3 separate regions of the Drosophila melanogaster genome follow, and all the other regions are linked to region 3. Evidence: chromatin contacts called from public Hi-C and HiChIP or PLAC-seq data. All regions are on one chromosome and are shown on one strand. The core of a region is the stretch at or near the end of the contact, and the rest is flanking DNA. Distances in the headings are between cores, read along the strand shown.

Region 1 (3,684 bases), core at 775-3,274, 630 kb after region 3:
TGGAAACGAAATGGCTGGCTACTCACTTCTTCCGGACTAGATTTCTGCAGCACAATGACCATCAGCGCATAGCATTGCAGGGCTACGCGGCGCAGATTATTGGCACTCTCCCATTGTCGCAGGATACTCATGGTAATGGACACCGTGGCGGGGCAAATGGCCTTCATACCATTGCGCTGATCAGACCAAATTCACCATTATAAGGGTTCAACGCAGGACATGGGACAGACAAGCAATGGCATGCATGAGCAACGGTTAGGGGACAACAATGATCGGGACAACAGATGGTTCCACCACTCACCAAGTTATCACAGTCTAGCAGCCCATCACCCGAGCAGGGGGCAAGTGAAGAAGTGGTTAGAGCGTTAGTATTTCTATTTGTCAGGGTCGAGGTCGAGTTTAGAGACTTCTGCACTTTCAGCTGCAGCTGGAGGAGATCCAGCCACACAACGATACACGAAATGAAACGAAATAGGACAAGGAAACAAAATGATAGAGCTCTAACGTACATTAATAGCGAAAGCAGTGAGCAGAAAGGTAAGCTGTCAGGAAGTGAGGTTAATAATTAAACGGTTTTTAAGAGAGAAAGGACTACACAGGAAGGGACTGGAGACGCTTTCTGGCGCTACCTGTGAGCCGCAAATCACAGCGCCCAGGATGTTTAGCAGGCTTTCGCCAATTTCCGCATATCGGATGAGCTTCTCCTCCTGAAAGCAATCTGCAAGGCAAAGCGAAATGTTAGTGGGCCAAACTGTTATGGGGCAGTGATGGGTCACTTAAACTTAAACTGGGATCAGACTCATCAGTAGTTAGTTACACTCCATCACTGCCTCTTTATCCTTTTTATCTTACCATAAATAAAGGGGACAATTTCCACATGAACCGAGTGGGGTTTATATGAAAGACGACTGTAGTCAGCTGACTGGCCTCGCACGAAGCTGCGCCACGTCAGATATGGATCATACATGACTTCCAGGAATGCCGAGAAACTGCTAAACAGGTGGCTTATTGCGGGCACGCTCTGCGGCAGCTCCATTTGCTGGAATTCATTGATAAGTTAATTGTGGTAAAACCCAGCAATATGTATAAGATATTTGCATACTTGTTTGAACACCCTGGAGAGTATGGCGATCAAATTCGGCTTGTATTCATACTTGATGATGGACAGTATGTTATCAAAGTGCCGGCACACGATCACCAGACAATCCACGAGTATGGCTACTTCTTCAATGGCCTGCTCCTCCAGTTTCCCTTCCGTTTCGCAAACATCTCTGGCTACAATGATGAATTTACCGATGGCGGGCAGGAGTTCATCCGGGAGGCGGCCCAAGTGGGGACCACTATCCGGCTGAACCTCGTGCCACATCGGGCAATTTTCCGCCTGAAAGTCTAGCTGCAGTTGGCTCCTCCAAATGGCCACGAAGCGGGCCACAAATTGCCGGAAGTGGGTTTCATCATTCTTAAAACGAAAAGAGCGAGGGAGAGGGAAGGATTTAGTTTGAGCCTCTCCGGGATTATATAATCATTACACTGTTTACATTACTTGAAGTGCTGTTTGCCTTTCAGTGACTAATGCTATAAACATTTGCGGCCTCCCCCGCAATTGGAGCAGCACCCCCCGCCACTCCTCCACCCAAAATCCGACTTCTTATCACTCGATTTTCTCTAATTGGAACCTTACCTTTGTCGTGTACTGCACCCACAGATTGTATATATCCTTCTTATTGTCCATCGTCGCGTTTTTTCCAGCAATTTTCTCAACTGAACGGCATTTGTTAATTGCTAGCCGAGTTTTTCCCCAAGGCGAATTATTTGTTTACAAAAAAAAATGTTGCCGACGATGTAGGTTGTTTTGTCCACAGCCCAGGTTTTGCTCTATTTCGGCGTTGTTTTCCGAGCTCCTCCTTGGGAGCGAACGTCTATATAGTCAGAGTGATAGCCTCTACAGAGGTTGCAAGCCGTGATTCAGATTTCAGCACATTTACAAGAACTTTTTGGCCAAATTTTCACACAGCTAGAGGCACAGGTGAAAACGGCAACAGCTGATTGCTTCTTCTTCCTGTCATTCACCATTGTTTGGCAGTGTTGTAAAATGCGCGGGTAACCAAAAATGTTGGCGCCAAATTTTGATCTCAAATATCATTAATGAAATTGAAGATCTTTGTTATTTATTTTGTATAGCTGCAAAAATTCATCCATAACACCAAAATAAAACAGCATGACAACTTAGGCTGCTAAATGCGTATTTATTTCGAGATTTTCATGTATTTGGTTTCAATTCTAGTAGCATTTTGTTATTTGTTTGTCTGTTTTACATGATATTAGCTAATAGTTGCGCTTCTGTTGCCATTGCTTGACCCTCGTTAACTATTTCCAACTGTCGTTAAAAACAAACGATTTCTGTGTAGTTCATTGCCGCCTATCATTGATACAATATGCGCAAAAGTGCAGTTTATTGATGCGGATGCGGATGCTGATGCAGATGCGGATGCTTCTATACGCATTCTATACGCAATTTCGTTTAGAAGTGACTTGGTTTGGTTTTCGGTTTTGTTTGTAATATAAAAAGGAAACGTTAGTTTATATTTAATTTCAGACCTAAATTATTAAGATTTAATGCAATATTTTATTTGTAAGTTTTTAATTGAATAGCTTGAACCATTTGTAGGACCTATAAATATTCACTATCCGTTAATAATCTTAATAAAATAAATATGTAGAAGAAAAATCTTATGCCTCCGTTTCAGTTAGTTAAAGCTGTGAGTTTTTATCCGCATTAATTTGAAGGATAACAATGTTAGTTAATTTACGTTAATTTAAGTTAATGTTAATTTAATTTAATTTAATTTACTTCAAATATAGGCATTCGACTTGCTTTCGTTTATCATTACGTTTAAATGAAATACACGATGCTTTCGTTTGTTGTTAAATTTAATTTCTGTTTTTCGGTTTTTACGCATTACGGTTTGCAGCACTTGAATGGGCATTACAATATTTAAAAAACCTCAGCGCCTCGATTTATCGATTTGTAAATAAGTTGCGCGCCTTGTTTTTCTTTTGCTTTTATTTGCTCTATTTGGAATTTGGGTTTTGGATTGTGGATGTTGGGCAATGGGTAGTGGGGTAGTGGAGTTGGTGGAGTTTATCTGTGTTTCTGCCTCGAGACGACGACGATTGTTGCGAATAGAAAAATAATTCAAGTAAATATTTGTATATGCGTGTATAAGTATTATAGTTTTTCCTCTAGGTATATGAATAGCACTCCATGCTCGAGTCCATGCGGCCTATGTTTTTATTGTATTTGTACCAATCGCCTAAGATCCTCCAGATATCAGATACTGTGCACATACTATAATGCCCGTGCATTGCAATTTTGAGTGGGTGTGGCAGTCCGGAGTTACTCCGGCTATCTAGCGTGCTTAATGTGGGTGAGTGTTTGTGTGAGTGTAGGTGTGAATCCGAGTAGCTAGTTCATAAGGTAAATATAATCTATCATAGTTCATTAGGTGCCGCTAACAGCTCTGAAGGTATTCAGGTTCGGTCGCATTCGCTGCGTTGTTGTCGATTGTTTCGGGTAGAAATACTTGGGGTGTATCGCGCTTTACGGTTGCCTCATGAGTTCTTTTTCGGGTTGGGTCTCCGCTCCGGTGATCTCCGCCTGCTCCGTGGTCCGTGGCTGACCGC
Region 2 (4,137 bases), core at 1,080-3,579, 530 kb before region 3:
AATCGTTTGGTTGGCTGGCTCTCGCATATTGGGATAGTATTTGTGTTTATATTTTTCAGCGGAGAGAACATTGACTTGGTGGTTGCGGATGTTGCTTGTTCACTTGTGTGTGGTTTTGGTTTTTGCTTAAAATTGATTTATCTTTATTAGTCGGTAAAGCCGCGATAACACTGCATTTCTTCACACCATCAAAATCAAATTCAAACATTCTACTTCTCCTTGGGCACGAACACAATCTTCCGCGACTTGAGCGACGACCACTTGTGCCGCTTAATGTAATACGAGATGACGGTCAGGAAGCCAAGGATGCCAATCACCTTGATCAGCAGCTGCTTGCGATCGTCGTGCTCCGGCTCGGAAGTCCACTTCAGGAAAGTGGCCACGTCCTTGGCCAGCTGGCTCTGCGTCGGCGGTGTGCCGTCCTCGTACTCGATGACCTGGAAAGGGGATAATCATTAAAGATTGCAATCGTGTTCTCTTATATCGTTTTCAAATCATTAGTTTCTTTCTGAGAAGGAAAATATAGAACTAGTATTTGATCAGCCACCCACCTCGTTGTACAAAACCTGCGCCATGGAAATGGCACCGCCCGGGAAGTACGGGTTGAAGTACTGACCCTCGCGCAGCACCACTCCGGCAGGAGCATCATGGTAGCCCGTGAGCAGCGAGAAGATGTAATCCTCTCCGCCCTTGCGGGCCGACACGATGTAGCTCAGATCCGGAGGATAAGCACCGTTGTTGGCAGCACGGGCCGCCTCCTCGTTGGGATACGGCGATGGGAAGTAGTCCGACAGCTTGCCAGGACGAGTGTAGTAGTTGCCGGTATCATCGGGACCGTCCTTGACCTGTAACGGGGACATTCAAATCAATTAGGAAACATTTAGATCTAGAAATCTAAAAATTCGAATACCCACCGTGATCTGCTCGGCTTCAGCCTTAGCCTCGGCTTCGGTGTGGGTGACACCAACCAGATTGCGGTAGGCAATGTATTGCATCGAGTGGCAGGCGGAGCACACCTGCTTGTACACCTCGTAGCCGCGACGAACGCTGAAAGTAGGAATTGAGATGATGTTACTAACTGGATAGCAGGGTCAGTGGGCAAATGCCATCTTATATGCAGATACTACAAAACATTCTTTAATATCTTTAATTTTAACTAAAATCCCCATTTAACAATCCATTAATCTTCTATGTTCTGCTAGTTGCTGTTCTGATTAGCTTTTATGAGCAAAGTATTGTTGTTAATCTATAGTTGTTATCAGTTTTTAAAGATTACAGAAGATTTGCCGGGAAAATTGGCTACGTTTTCTAAATTGAATATGATATTTGTATTGGCGAGTTTGAGATAAAATAAAATACTTCAAACAAAATCTCTCTAATCATTAAAGAACTCTTTTTGAAATTTGACAGCAATCTAAACCAATTCACTAGAAATGCACTTAGTTAGCTCCACCACAGATGGAAATGCCCAGTTCCCGACCACTGATCAGTTTAACCGCCGTTTTTTGGATTACCTCTGGTGGTCCAAAGCGTCGAAGAGGCCCTTGTGGTTCCAGAGTTGCGCGGGGGAGTGCACCTCGCCGCCAGATGCCTGCACGGACTGCTCCAGGGCGTAGATAAGGGCGCCCACTCCGCCGGTGATTGCTCCCAAGGCGCCGATCAGCTGTTCGTGATGCACACACACGCACATACAGCCGCACACAGTCACCGAGAAGCAAACGCGTTTTGAGGTTAGGTCCGATCGGGTATTATGAAATGCGAAGTGGGGGAATATGTGAGATTCCTGACTAGCTGACTTACCTTCTTGTTGCCACTGGCCCAGCTGCCGGCGGAGGAGAGGTTCTTCGCCTGCAAAAAGAACGGATGTCATTTAGTTTGGATGTTCGGCCAAGGAGAGTAAGAATTTTTGCACGGAGTTACATAATTGGATTGTTCGGTTCGTATCCGAGTTCATTTAATCCCATTGGAATTGCGGATACCACTCACTGTGCCACCTAGAGTGCACCATTGGTCCTTGTATTTTATGTTTTACGGTATTATTTCATGTTTTTCTCCATCGGACACACGACTCCTTCAAGGTGCTGCGGTGGCTGTTGAAAAACTTGCATCCGCCGTTCACGATCTTTACCTGCTGCAGGCTGAGTGCTGGCGCGGATTTCAGCAATCTCAAGCCATGGAATCTTCGCAATGTCGCTGCCATGGTGGCCGGAGTTTTAATTTCTGCGTCGTCTGGTCGTTTAAGGAAACTCTGCGGGCAGCCAATCGCCAATCGAATCAATCTTTCAGTACCACTGCCACAACGTCTTCCTCTTCTTCGCTGCTCTCTCGCGGAGGTGGTGGTGGGCAACTCGCTCGTTTGCCAGCGAATCGGAATCGGCGGGGGCGATATTTTGGTATTTTTAAACAGATATTTTAATTTTATTTTATTATTATTTTTTTATTTACTGTATGATATTTATTTATAATATGATATTAATGTATGTATAATTTAAATAATACATTTAAAATATCACTTTTTATTTTTTTCTTTTTTAATAAATATTTGTTACACAGTGTACCTTAATTGCTTTTAGTGTTTTTTTTTTCTTTCATGTTCTTTATTATATCTTCGAATTTACGGTTTTCCAACTTGTTGATTCAAAATACTTCATAATCTAATTGGAACTACTTGTTGACATTAAGTTGGATTTTTTGATTTTTTAGAAACCACTTGATGATTTCATAAGATAAGTTGACAGAACAGCTCTAAAAACAGCTGCCTTAGCCTTAGCCAAATTTTTGGTTGCTGTTATGTAATTTTTCATGTTTCACTGCGCTGTTATCACAAAAAAAGATTTTAATTTTTATTATTGAATTCTTTTCGAAATATCTATAAAATTCTTAAAAGCCTTGAAAAAGGATTTTCAAAAAGTAAAAATAAGTACAATTATCGCAGTTCACAAAATAACCTTCGATTGCTTATATCACAGGTCAATATTATAATTTTATTTTTATTTTTGCTAATTGTTTTTATATATATATTATTTAAAAAAAAATATATAAAATTATTTTGTCTCACTGATGAATAGATTTTTCCGCTGGTCTGGCATCCTTCTCGCCCGTTTTTCGCACACTTATCGATAACAGCTGACCACCCGTTAATGATTCGCCAACAAAAAAAACCTAGCAACGCATAAACAAATGCGAGAAAAAACCCCCTTTATTGATTTCCACTAAGTGCGGTCAGCGCAAATAGTGGTTAATAGCTTTCACTAGACGAGGAATAAAGCCAGGACGTAGATCGCCATGCCGCAGGAGGAGGCAAATGCGGGAACAACGGCCCAACTCGATGACGAAATCGAGAATGTGCGTGTGGTGGTGCGAACGCGACCCATGGACAAAAATGAGTTGTCCGCGGGAGCGCTAAGTGCGATTTCGGTGGATAAGATCAACCGGGCCATTACGGTGATGAAACCGAATGCCACCGCCAATGAACCGCCGAAAACGTACTACTTCGACAATGTATTCGATGGTGGCTCCAATCAAATGGATCTCTATGTGGACACCGCTCGTCCGATTGTGGACAAGGTGCTGGAGGGCTATAATGGCACCATCTTGGCCTACGGACAAACGGGCACCGGCAAGACGTATACCATGTCGGGGAATCCGGATTCGCCGCAAACAAAGGGCATCATTCCGAATGCATTTGCGCACATCTTTGGTCACATTGCTAAGGCCAAGGAGAATCAGAAGTTCCTGGTGCGCGTCAGCTACATGGAGATCTATAACGAAGAGGTGCGGGATCTACTGGGCAAGGATGTGGGCAAGAGCCTGGAGGTCAAGGAGCGACCGGACATCGGTGTCTTTGTTAAGGATCTCAGTGGCTATGTGGTGCACAACGCCGATGATCTGGAGAACATCATGCGTTTGGGTAACAAAAATCGTGCCGTGGGAGCCACCAAAATGAACCAGGAGAGCTCCCGCTCCCATGCCATTTTCTCCATTACTGTGGAGAGAAGTGAGCTGGGCGAAGGTGATGTCCAGCACGTAAGGATGGGTAAACTACAGCTGGTGGATCTCGCCGGCTCCGAAAGGCAGTCGAAGACCCAGGCCAGTGGACAGAGACTTAAAGAGGCCACCAAGATTAATCTTTCGCTA
Region 3 (3,879 bases), core at 517-3,016:
CGTTCGGAATTTTGGGCGTCCAAGTAACGCAAGTAGTACCAAGAGCTGTCCACAAATGTATCCATTGTATCCGTCTCCCTTCGTGCATCCTTCTCACCGCATTTTGGGCAATCACAGAGAAACGCTTCCTTCGGGGAATCCTTCGGAGGCAGAGACACTGGCAGCTGCTCCTCCGGCACTGGCACTGCTCCGCACTTTTGACAGTGTACAATAGGAATGGGAGTGCCCCAATAGCGCTGTCGTGATATCAACCAATCCTTCAGCTTTGAGGATACACGATAGCCGCCAACATTAAGGCGTGTGGCTGCCTGGAGCACCTCTTTCCTTAACATTTCCCAGTTGGCTGGACTTAGGGATTCCTCATCCTTGCCATTTGAAGTAAAAGCCAGTCCATATGAATCCCACAAATCCTTGTCTTCGCCACGGAAGCTGGGGGCTGCCAGGTAAACATCGCTCTTTGGCGGAAATGTCACTTCGTCGCTAAAGACCACAGGCATTGTGGTGCCCGCAAACGGGTTCGCTGCGCTTAGGCTGTCCGCACCCTTTAGCTTTGACAAGTGATGATTGCTGCGGAGCACGAGAAAGGCATGGGGATCTTTTAAATGCTCCGGATGGGTAGTCCACACTCGTAAAAGTCCGGAGGCGGAGGTGAGCAGGTTGAAAGCGTATCCATCACACTCTCCAATCCAGTGTCGCTGCAGGTTAATAATATCCCTCCAGTCGCGAAGCGTGGGATCCTCCAAACCGTCTAGCAATTGTTTGGCATAAGCACTCGTTCGGATAAACCACTGCCTCAAAAGCTTCTTTTCCACCTTGGCGCCCGACCGCCAGGAACAGCCGTTGGCGTCCACCTGCTCATCTGCGAGCACGGTCTTATCAACGGGATCCCAGTTAACAAGAGCCTCGTTCTGGTAGGCCAATCCATGGCGATGGAGCATTAGGAACAGATGCTGCGTCCACTTGTAGTATTTTGGACTGCAGGTGGACAATTCATGGTTCCAGTCAAAGGAGCAACCAAGTCGCTTGAGTTGTTCCTTCATCTGGGCAATGTTCTGCTCCGTCCAGGACGCGGGCTCCACCCCACGCTGATTGGCGGCGTTCTCGGCGGGCAGCCCAAAGGAATCCCAACCCATTGGCTGAAACACATTCTTGCCGCACATTCGCTGGAAACGAGCCACCGAATCGGCTATGGTATAGACGCGCACATGGCCCATGTGAAGATTGCCGGAGGGATACGGGAACATGGAGAGCACGTAGTACTTGTCCTGCGAGTCCTTGGGATTGAACTGTCCTCCACTGAGCTGCTCCCGCCAATGAGCCTCAATCCGGTGCTTGACATCACTGGTTAGCTCTGGATTCTGGAATTTAACAAAGGTCTTATTGCGTTTCTCGGATATATTATGCACCCACATCATTCCGGGTGCAGCTTTGGGTTAGCAGGCGCCGCCAGCTATTCCAGTAGACAGCTCCCCAAGGTCGTGTTCTTCTCAGTGCTTGCATTATACCGGTTTAATTGATTGAATTGCACATTTCACAATTATTGAATAACAAAATAGGAAGAACCCACTGCACTCTACAATCGAACAGCTGTTTCTCTGCATCGAGTTGCCACATCGCTCACGTGGATGGGAATTGCTCTAAGAAATTTTGGCGGGAAGCATTCCTGACTGACTGGTAACATTTCGCCCAGTTCTGTATTCTGATATCTGCCGCAACTATGGTAGCACTGGCTTTTTTGCTTTCGATTTTCAACTGAGTGGCAGGGCCGTTTACATTTTGCGAAAAAAAAAACTCACGTAATTTTTCACAGGGCGAGGCATTGTGAAAAATTAAATTGTACACCTTTTGAGGAGTATTTAATACCGAAAACCTTTGTGGGACATGGGTGACTCCTTGGAGAACCCCGATACATCGGTGGATCCAATCGTGAACCTGTCCATTGCGAACTATGATGCATTTGCCAATTATCTTCGGAAGGCGGTGACCATTTTGCTGCCGGAGGACGATGTGGTTCCCGCATCGCTGAACGATGCTCTGGACGATCCCGTCAACCAGGACACCATCCGGAAGTTCCTCTCGGATCCCCAGGTGCAGGCGCTTTACGTCCAACGCAATTGCATTAAAGGTAAAATAAGAATTCCTGTCCCGTTGGCAAATCTAGGGTGAAAAAATGGTACCTGCACAAAATGGCGTCTTTTTGGCGAAGATAAGAAAGTTGGCAAGCTTTTCAGGCAATCTTTTTGTTATAAGTTCAAAATATTAGTTCCATATGGTTACATTGAGTCATTTATGGGTTTGCTAGCTGAATACGCAACCAGTTTTTTAAAAATCAATTTGGCAGATGTTTGAATTCCAATAAGAAATATTTTTTGGCTTGGAAGTCGAAGCTGGAATACCTTACCATGTCACTAGCAACTTGTATGAAAAATTTTCAAGCATCACAAATTCATACAGTTTTTAAAATTTAAATTCAATTACAAAAATAGGATTATTTTTTATATTACGATATTGCTAAAAAGTGCATTCAGAATTAATCGTAAAATCAGAAGGATAGCAATAATTCATGTTAGTAAATACCAACTGCATTGTAAAATCAGTGTACTGCATTAGAGGGTATAAAAACGGGTTTCTGCGCATGACGTCAGCACATATGATTCACTTCGATAACTATGAGTCGAAAGTCGCGGCAGGGCGATAAGTGCTAACAGCTGTTTTGCCGCTTGCCGGCTTTGCTTGTTTACAAGCAATTCGCCGGGAAACAGCTGGTACCTGCCAAGCAACCAGTTTGTTTACGGAAACGACCTTGGAGGCTGCGCACACCTTCCGCCGCTTCAATAGCTTTGGGAGCGACATTGACATTGGCCGAAGGCAATGCCATCGGCACATTGACATTGGCAACGGGGCCAACAGCGCGGGAGCAATGACATCGCCAAGGTCCAGCCTTGAGCGCACGAATTTCGAAGGTTTTTCCTTGGACGCTTAATTTCCGTAGGTCAACACCTTGATAATGAAATCATGCCAATGCCGTGCCATTGAGTCCAATGCCAGGTGGGCAGTAGAATGCCACTGAAAGTGGGTGAGGGGTAAATGTGGAGCCAGACATGATAAACGTAATCAACGGGAATTAGTTTTCCTTTGAAAGTTCAATAATGGACGAATAAGTCAACGGATTTATTTCAATTGGCTAATAAAAAAAACCATTTTTTATTACCATATTTATTATACGTTTAATGTATTAACTGGGTGGGCCCATTATGAAATTCGATTGTTAACCAACTTATTCATTTTCAGAGGACGATTCTGAGCAGCCGGCGGAGGGCGAGGACGAGAAGGAGCAGGTAACCTACCAAATCAGCAACGATGTTCACTTCACCAACAGTCGGATGGCATCTTTGGCCTGCATCAAGCGCGGCCTGGTCGTGGAGGCGGACAAGTCGATCCATTCGCAGCTGCGGCTGATCAACTTCTCGGACGGATCTCCCTACGAGACGCTGCACGCTTTCATCAGCAAGTCCCTGGCGCCTTACTTCAAGTCGTACGTCAAGGAGTCGGGTCGTGCTGATCGCGATGGTGACAAAATGGCTCCCTCCGTGGAGAAGAAGCTGGCCGAGCTGGAGATGGGACTGCTGCATCTGCAGCAAAACATCGACATACCGGAGATCACGCTGACGGCTCACCAGACCGTCAACAATGTGATCCGGAAGTGCGCGGAGGAGAACCGCAAGGCCAAGGTGGCCGATTTTGGCGACAAGGTGGAGGATTCTTCTTTCCTGAATCTGCTGCAGAATGGTGTTAACCGCTGGATCGCTGAGATCAAGAAGGTGACCAAGCTGAACCGCGATCCAGGCTCGGGAACTGCACTGCAGGTGAGAAAAAATA

Evidence for each region. A called contact is a pair of places that touch in the nucleus more often than the background predicts. HiChIP or PLAC-seq counts read pairs in DNA pulled down with a chosen protein or histone mark.
Region 1: a Hi-C map of the Kc167 cell line shows a contact between it and region 3, with 2.7 times the contacts expected there. The contact joins the promoter of CG43367 here to the promoter of Dhc64C in region 3. A contact is called at or near these places in 15 of 107 Hi-C or Micro-C datasets (the D17-c3 cell line, the Kc167 cell line, the ML-DmBG3-c2 cell line and 5 more) and 1 of 6 datasets of contacts at active chromatin or transcription factors (the Kc167 cell line).
Region 2: a POLR2A S2P HiChIP or PLAC-seq map of the Kc167 cell line shows a contact between it and region 3, with 2.7 times the contacts expected there. The contact joins the promoter of Cyt-c1 here to the promoter of Dhc64C in region 3. A contact is called at or near these places in 12 of 107 Hi-C or Micro-C datasets (the D17-c3 cell line, the Kc167 cell line, the ML-DmBG3-c2 cell line and 7 more) and 1 of 6 datasets of contacts at active chromatin or transcription factors (the Kc167 cell line).

The regions. Positions count from the first base shown.
Region 1 is chr3L:4,192,333-4,196,016 of dm6, reverse strand. It overlaps CG43367, which reads right to left and starts at 2,024. Exons shown (of 25, transcript NM_139612.3): 1 at 1,682-2,024; 2 at 1,103-1,459; 3 at 853-1,039; 4 at 630-718; 5 at 27-176. The coding sequence starts at 1,732. It overlaps CG18675, which reads right to left. Exons shown (of 4, transcript NM_144077.3): 4 at 3,049-3,684. tipE (temperature-induced paralytic E) reads right to left here. Exons shown (of 3, transcript NM_168067.2): 3 at 2,229-3,684.
Region 2 is chr3L:5,358,403-5,362,539 of dm6, reverse strand. Cyt-c1 (Cytochrome c1) reads right to left here and starts at 2,329. Exons shown (of 6, transcript NM_139701.2): 1 at 2,129-2,329; 2 at 1,801-1,848; 3 at 1,515-1,663; 4 at 915-1,047; 5 at 552-845; 6 at 1-437. The coding sequence starts at 2,200. The coding sequence ends at 210. It overlaps Klp64D (Kinesin-like protein at 64D), which reads left to right and starts at 3,148. Exons shown (of 1, transcript NM_079210.3): 1 at 3,148-4,137. The coding sequence starts at 3,286.
Region 3 is chr3L:4,823,574-4,827,452 of dm6, reverse strand. Dhc64C (Dynein heavy chain 64C) reads left to right here and starts at 1,766. Exons shown (of 15, transcript NM_001274503.1): 1 at 1,766-2,125; 2 at 3,292-3,866. The coding sequence starts at 1,882. LeuRS-m (Leucyl-tRNA synthetase, mitochondrial) reads right to left here and starts at 1,600. Exons shown (of 4, transcript NM_139675.3): 1 at 1,411-1,600; 2 at 1-1,358. The coding sequence starts at 1,500.